2 separate regions of the Sus scrofa genome follow, and region 2 is linked to region 1. The links are chromatin contacts, called in public HiChIP or PLAC-seq maps. All regions are on one chromosome and are shown on one strand. The core of a region is the stretch at or near the end of the contact, and the rest is flanking DNA. Distances in the headings are between cores, read along the strand shown. Region 1 overlaps HDAC4 (histone deacetylase 4). Region 2 overlaps HDAC4 (histone deacetylase 4).

The links. HiChIP or PLAC-seq counts read pairs in DNA pulled down with a chosen protein or histone mark.
Region 2: an H3K27ac HiChIP or PLAC-seq map of alveolar macrophages shows a contact between it and region 1. The contact joins two enhancer-like sites.

The regions. Positions count from the first base shown.
Region 1 is chr15:138,507,686-138,510,836 of Sscrofa11.1, forward strand. The region is part of intron 3 of HDAC4 (histone deacetylase 4); the gene reads right to left. Among named protein-coding and RNA genes, the nearest start is that of HDAC4, 150 kb to the right of the region's middle. Within about 2 kb of position 1,431, at least 14 of the 83 cell types and tissues checked have an H3K27ac peak or open chromatin away from gene starts, as enhancers often do. A contact at or near this core is called in alveolar macrophages, where this site is marked.
Region 2 is chr15:138,638,892-138,641,769 of Sscrofa11.1, forward strand. All of the region lies in intron 1 of HDAC4 (histone deacetylase 4), which reads right to left. Among named protein-coding and RNA genes, the nearest start is that of HDAC4, 17 kb to the right of the region's middle. Within about 2 kb of position 1,535, at least 19 of the 83 cell types and tissues checked have an H3K27ac peak or open chromatin away from gene starts, as enhancers often do. A contact at or near this core is called in alveolar macrophages, where this site is marked.

The DNA of each region.
Region 1 (3,151 bases), core at 181-2,680:
CAACGACCCACATTTTGCTTCCTCGATTAACCGCCGTTGTTTCGGCAACTGCATGGAATAAAGTATTTTAACGTCAAACGGGTAAAAGACGGGTAGCAATGAGTCGTTTTTTAAAGAAACAGAGTTTTCTCACGAATACCACGAAGTAAAACATGCATATGGTTCCAGGGTCGTTGCAACGATAGCAGCCAGCAGTGCCAAGCACCCCGCAAGCAGGTTCGCCTCCAGCTGCGTCTGGGGTGGCCCGAGCGAAGGGTCTGGGACAATTCCACGCAGCAGACTCACTCTTTCCACCCAGTCAGGACGGCGCCCACGGCACGATAAGCTCGACAAGCTCCCTGCAGCCCGACTCTTCCTTGCTGGAGAGCCCATCAGCCTGGCTTGACCCTCTCCTGAGGCTGTTTTTCAAAGGTCCTCTGAACTGATGAGCCGAAGCGACTGACTTCCGAGAACCTGGAAGAGACAGAGCTCTCCTCTACAGAGGCTGCGATGGCTTTGTCTCCGGAAGAATACACCATGTCCACAAGGCAGAAAGCGCTCCTAATCTGAGGCTACAGAAAACCAGGTGGCTTAGATGCCCACGTGGCACTACAAGGGCAGCCCTCGGTCCCAGGACCCCGCCTGTCCTGGGCGGCTCTGGAGGACGCCACCCGGCCACACGGAATCCTGGTTCAGAAACATATCCACCATCGCACTGCAGTTTCCTGGCCTTCCTGAAGCCCGAGTCACTACTATTCCATGTTATTTCAATGCAATCTGGGCGAGCACAGCCTCCTGCACTCCTGTGCTGTGACGTCACGAAGAAGAAAAAGGGTTCGATCCCTCCCCCATTTCCTAAGGTCCCCCGGATGCGCTCTAGAAAATCCTTTGAAAGTTTCTAAATCCTTCCGTGTCCCCCCAAGAAGGGAAACTGTCTTTTGGAAATATTTGCAAGAGCTGTAAATAAAAACCTGGCGTGCCGTTGGGAACTTGGCTTTCGACCGCTGCACTGATGTGCTTCCGGGAAACGAGACATGGAACCAGGCCTGCCTGGTGCAAAAAACGGGGACAGGTGCTCTGAGCTCTCACAGAGAAGGGCAGCCACCAAGGACAAACGTGCCCCCCGGGAAAAGCGCAGACAGGGCGACCCCTCTGAGATGCTGCCTGAACTTTATAAACAGGTGTTCCCAGACAGGACCGCCAAGGTCGCACAATTACAGTGCAATGGCAATAAAACAGCAATGATAACAAAACCCAGTGTTTTGTCGCCGGGCACTTGTTGCAAGAGCCTTCCTTCTATCGTCATGTTTAGTCCCCACGGCCCCCTGCTGTGACCCCAGTGGTCACAGCCCTAGGACAGGACACTGGGGATGGGGAGGCCAGTGGGAGAGGTCTGGCTCTTGCCCAGGTCACTCGGGCGGCCACCGCTGACTCCTGGATTCAATCTGGCCACACCCCTGGAACACCTGCCCCCACCTCTGCCCCCGCCCACACCGTGGGCCAGGGCTCTGCTCACACCAGCATAAATCACGAGTCACTCTCCAAAAGCCATTTTGCTTGCGCTGAAGCCCGTGGGTGAAAACACTCTGTCTGAACACTGAAGACAGTCCCCGTGGTCTAGGAAGGCCACCCAGCTCCTGTGCAACTGTCCTCGGCCTCTCGCTTACCTAAGGTCACGTTTACATAACACGGGGAAGAAAGCATTTCAGAATTTCCTTCTCAGCAACCTGCAAACGTTTGGGTGCGTATTTCACCCAACAGCTGGCCTGCAGTAGGAACCAATATTACTTAAGAGCAACGGTTGAAACATTTAAAAATAGAAGCTGTTTCGTCCACTCGGAGGAAGAAGAGGAGCAGGCAGCAGAGGGCGGCCTAGGGCTGGGCTGCGTTTCTCAGGGTGACGGGCCTCCCTTGGCACAGGGCAGGGGCAGCGATGGAGGCCGCCCCTCTGGGCAGCCATGCCCCCCTCCCCCGCACCCCCCCGTGCTTTCTGGAAACCAGGGTGCTCTGGCTGGGGCTCAAAGGCCCATCAAGGACTGCAGCGTCCTTCCAGGGCGCGTGGGCCATGGTGGGGGGGAGCTGCAGAAGGCCGTCCAACGGGAGCTGGACACGTGGGACTTGAGCTTGTGTCGAGGGGAGCAAGGAGGTCCGGTTCAGACTTTAGGGTCCAGGAGGAACGCCGGGGATGCTGGTCAGTAATTCAACCACTTAAGGCACGTGGGAAAATGCCTCTGGCTCTCGAAGCCGGAGGTCCCCACCACGGAGGGCTGCAGGCTGGCGGGCCGGCAGGCTGGCCTGCTACTCGTTACTGTCCTACTGCCACTCTTCTGCCAGCAGCGGCAGGTGTGGGAGGCTGAGCGCTCCTGCTGGATGAAGGCCGGGAGCAGCCGCTTCTACGCGGCACACGCTCACCTCACGAGCACAGTGGGGGCTCCGGGTTGGGAACCCTCGGCACAGCAAGCAGGACTGGGTGGAAAACACGGCGGGTGCCCCAGCGCAGCCCGCTTCTCCTCCTCGGGCCCCGATTCCTCTCCGGGCTGGGCCTGGGGCTCCCATCCCCCCACGGTCCTCCCTGCTCCTTCTAGAGCAGGCGTTTGCTTCCACCAGGGCCCCGCCCCGGCCACGACCGGGGTCCTCACTGCCGAGCCCGCCCGCGCCCCCACCAAGCATTTCGCTCCCTGCGTTCCCAGCCGTCCGCTGCTCCCCCACTGTAACATGCGCCCCACAAACACGGGGATCTTTGATTCATAGATAATGTGCCCTGAGGGCCAAGGGTGGGGGCCAGCGCCTGGAAGCCCCCTCGGTAGGAGGAGCGAGGGGGCCGACGCCTTCCTTGGACGGCAAGGCCCTCCTGGACCACGTTTCTCAGAACCACGGAAAACCGCCCTCAAGCATGTGTCTGCCTCCATCGCTTTTATTTCTCCACAGCGTTTGTCACCTTCTGGCACCTTCTAACTCCGCACACAACGTGCTACCGCCGCCCGGCTTGATTTAACAAGCGGATTTCGGAGTCTGCACCTGGCGCGGGGCTTCAAGCCTTCTAAGTGCACAGTGAAGCCAGAACCATGGACCGCAAAGCAAGTCGCAAAATGTCTAAAGGCTTAGTTACTTCCAGCCGGAACACGCTCTGTCGGAAATCGGTAACAAAAAGACTATCTGAAAAACTTCACAC
Region 2 (2,878 bases), core at 285-2,784, 130 kb after region 1:
GGAGAAGGGCCAGGGGGAGAAGAAGCCCTGGAGACCCGGGGCCTGACCCTCCAGAGAGGGACGGGGAGCCCAGGGCCCTGAGTCAACTAAAAAGATTCTCGGGGGCTGGGGGTGGGGGGCACTAGGCAGTGACAATGACACAGGGCAGAGCTTCTCAGGACGTGGTCCCCGCGCTGTGGAGGAGGCTGCCTCTTCCCAGAAGTGAGAGGCAACATCTGACGGGCCGGCAGAGCCAGCAGGGGGCTCGAGGGCCAGCAGGCAGTGCCAGAGAGGAGGATGTGGAGCCACCGGGGGAGGAGGGAGGGGCACAGCCTGCCCCGGGCCAGAGGGCCGCGAGCCCACGGAGCAGAGCCTCTGGCCGCGGCCTCTGCTCAGGGGTGGGCAGAGTCCGCCCTCGAGCCCCGCGAGGACATGCTCGCCCACAACTTCCACTCGGGGTGCAGTGAGGCCACGGGCCCCGAGAGCACTTGGGGAGGGCTGGGCGGCCCACCTAGGGGAGGCCTCAGGGAGGCCCCCGTGTGGGCCCCCGCCCCAGTGTCCCAGAACCGGACTGGGGCTGCTATCAAGCGGGAAGGGGAAGGGCCCCAGGAGCCACAGGGGGACTCACCCAAGCAAGCTGCCGATTACCTGCGGCGTGACACCCAGAGGAATCTGGGTGTCGGGGGGTCCTCTCGGTGGGTCTTCTCGGGCCAAAGAGATCAAGGGAGGGGGGATGAGGACGACTGAGGGGAGAAGGGCCTTGGCCTCAGTGGGCGCTGCCAGATCCCACAGACAGTGTCAGCCAGCACCTGAGGGGCTACTTGAATCCACGTGGCTTGGGAAGAGCTCCGGCCACCCTCTACCAGGGGAGCCCTGGCCCGATGGGCGGGTTGAGATTGTGTCCTTTGAGGTCCCTTCAAGGTCGCCAGAAAAGGCTGTGCAGGAAAAAAAAAAATTGGGTGCTAGAGGACGGTCCTGTCCCAGGTCTGGCCTGTGTCCCTGGGACACGCTGCCAAGTGACAGTCCTTGGCTTCACACTGGAAAGAAGTTGGGAGCACGCCATGGCGGAGTTCCCTTGGGGCACAGCAGGTTCAGGATCCGGTAGCGGCTCAGGTCCCTGCTGTGGCCGGTGTTTAATCCCTGACCCCGGAACTTCTCTACACGCAGGCACAGCCAAAAAAAAAGAGCAAGTGAAGTGAAAGTAGCTTCTTTAGACAGAGCTTGGGCCATCCCAGAGGCGAGAGGCAGCCCCAGGGCACGGGGTCTCTGGGAAAAGGAGAGCAGCCCTGGGGGGGGATGGTTTTTATGGGCGGGGTAATTTCACAGGCGAAGAGTAGGAGGAACAGCCTGTCCTGGAGGGGGTGGGATGTCCGGGAATCAGGACCCCGCCCCCCTCTGACATTTTAGGGCGGCCTGGGAACTGGCGTGGCACCTGTGGGCATGTCGCTTCCATGCGAACGTATCGCAGAGAGTGGATTATGAGCCTCAGGGTCCACTGGGAGGCGAGCCTCCCGCCGTCCTGGCCTAGGGAGCTCTGCCCCGCTTGCGTCGTGCCCCGTTCTCACCGACTGCGCCCCGCCCTTCCTTCCTGTCTCAGACACACACACACGCCCCGTGCACGGCCCAGGCTCTTCACGGCACGGATTATTGCCCTTCTTCGTGCCCAGCTCCACGGAAACCTGCTGTCGTTCTCCACTGAGCCTGGCAACAGCGCTTCAGGACGAAGGAAGGGCACCAAATCTCAACGTCCCCGCGCAGAGCAGCTACTTACCGCTCAGCGAAGGGCACCATTCGGTGGCATCTCCAGGGTGCATCGGAGCAAACAAATGTTTGTGTCCGGATACCCTGAGAAAACGACGGCAAGCGACGGAAAGCACGCCTGCCCAGCACACACGTCATTAAACACACTGTGGCAGCTGAGCTGTCACCTGAACACGTGCACGCATGCCAACGTTACGACGAGGGAAGCAGATCCTAGGAATCCGCGCAGGGGCCCTGCCTTCCTCGACGGCCTTCTTCAATCACTACAGGAAAACGCGCCGCCAGCTGAGCTGCAGGAGACAAATGACCCTCGCACTTCATTTCAGCATATTCTAAAGACGCAATGTACCACTCAGCAATATCCTTTCTTTTCATGTAGTCACCACAACACAAACGTGCCTCTTTGTCATCTCTAACTACATCTGCACGCAAGACACGCTCGAACGGGGAAAACGGAACTTCTGGAGACTCGAAACCCATTTTTCAAATTGGAAAGAAAGGGGCAAAGAAAGGGAAAGGAGAGAATAAAACTACATTTTGTTCACGTGCAAAACACGTAACTGAAAGCTGCCTTCCCGCCCTCACCCCAGCGTGGGAGCTGACGGCCGTGCCTTGTCCCCCAGGGGTTTCGAAATTACGATTTAAGTGACTTGACTGTGCGGTGCAACCAAATCCTCCTTGATCCAAATGGGGTGCCGTTGCCTCCAACACTTAAGAAAACGCCAGTATTCCCGCCACGGTGGACGCGAGGGTCTCTCACCCGTGGCAGTGGTTCATGACAAATCGCCGTGGGGCCAGCACCCTGAAGTGGCCTCCAGCGCGCGCCCCTCCGAAGCCGCCACCGGGGCCATCAACACACACACACGACGCCCTGCGGCTGGCAGCTCCCGAGCGGCTCAGGCCTCCCCCCCGCGGGCAGAGTGACAGTGGCACGAGGCTCACACAGCCCCACGGGCGCCAGGCTCCCATCTCACCCGAGGTCCCCCGGATCTCTGTACTCACCGCCCAGAATCACACCAACAGTAGCTGGTTTCCCAAGCTAGGAGGGCACGCACCCACGTAACAGATTAAAATTAGGCACCCTAATTATTAAACTGTCACTGCAAAAGCCGGGAATACCATTTTTTCAGAAAATGAA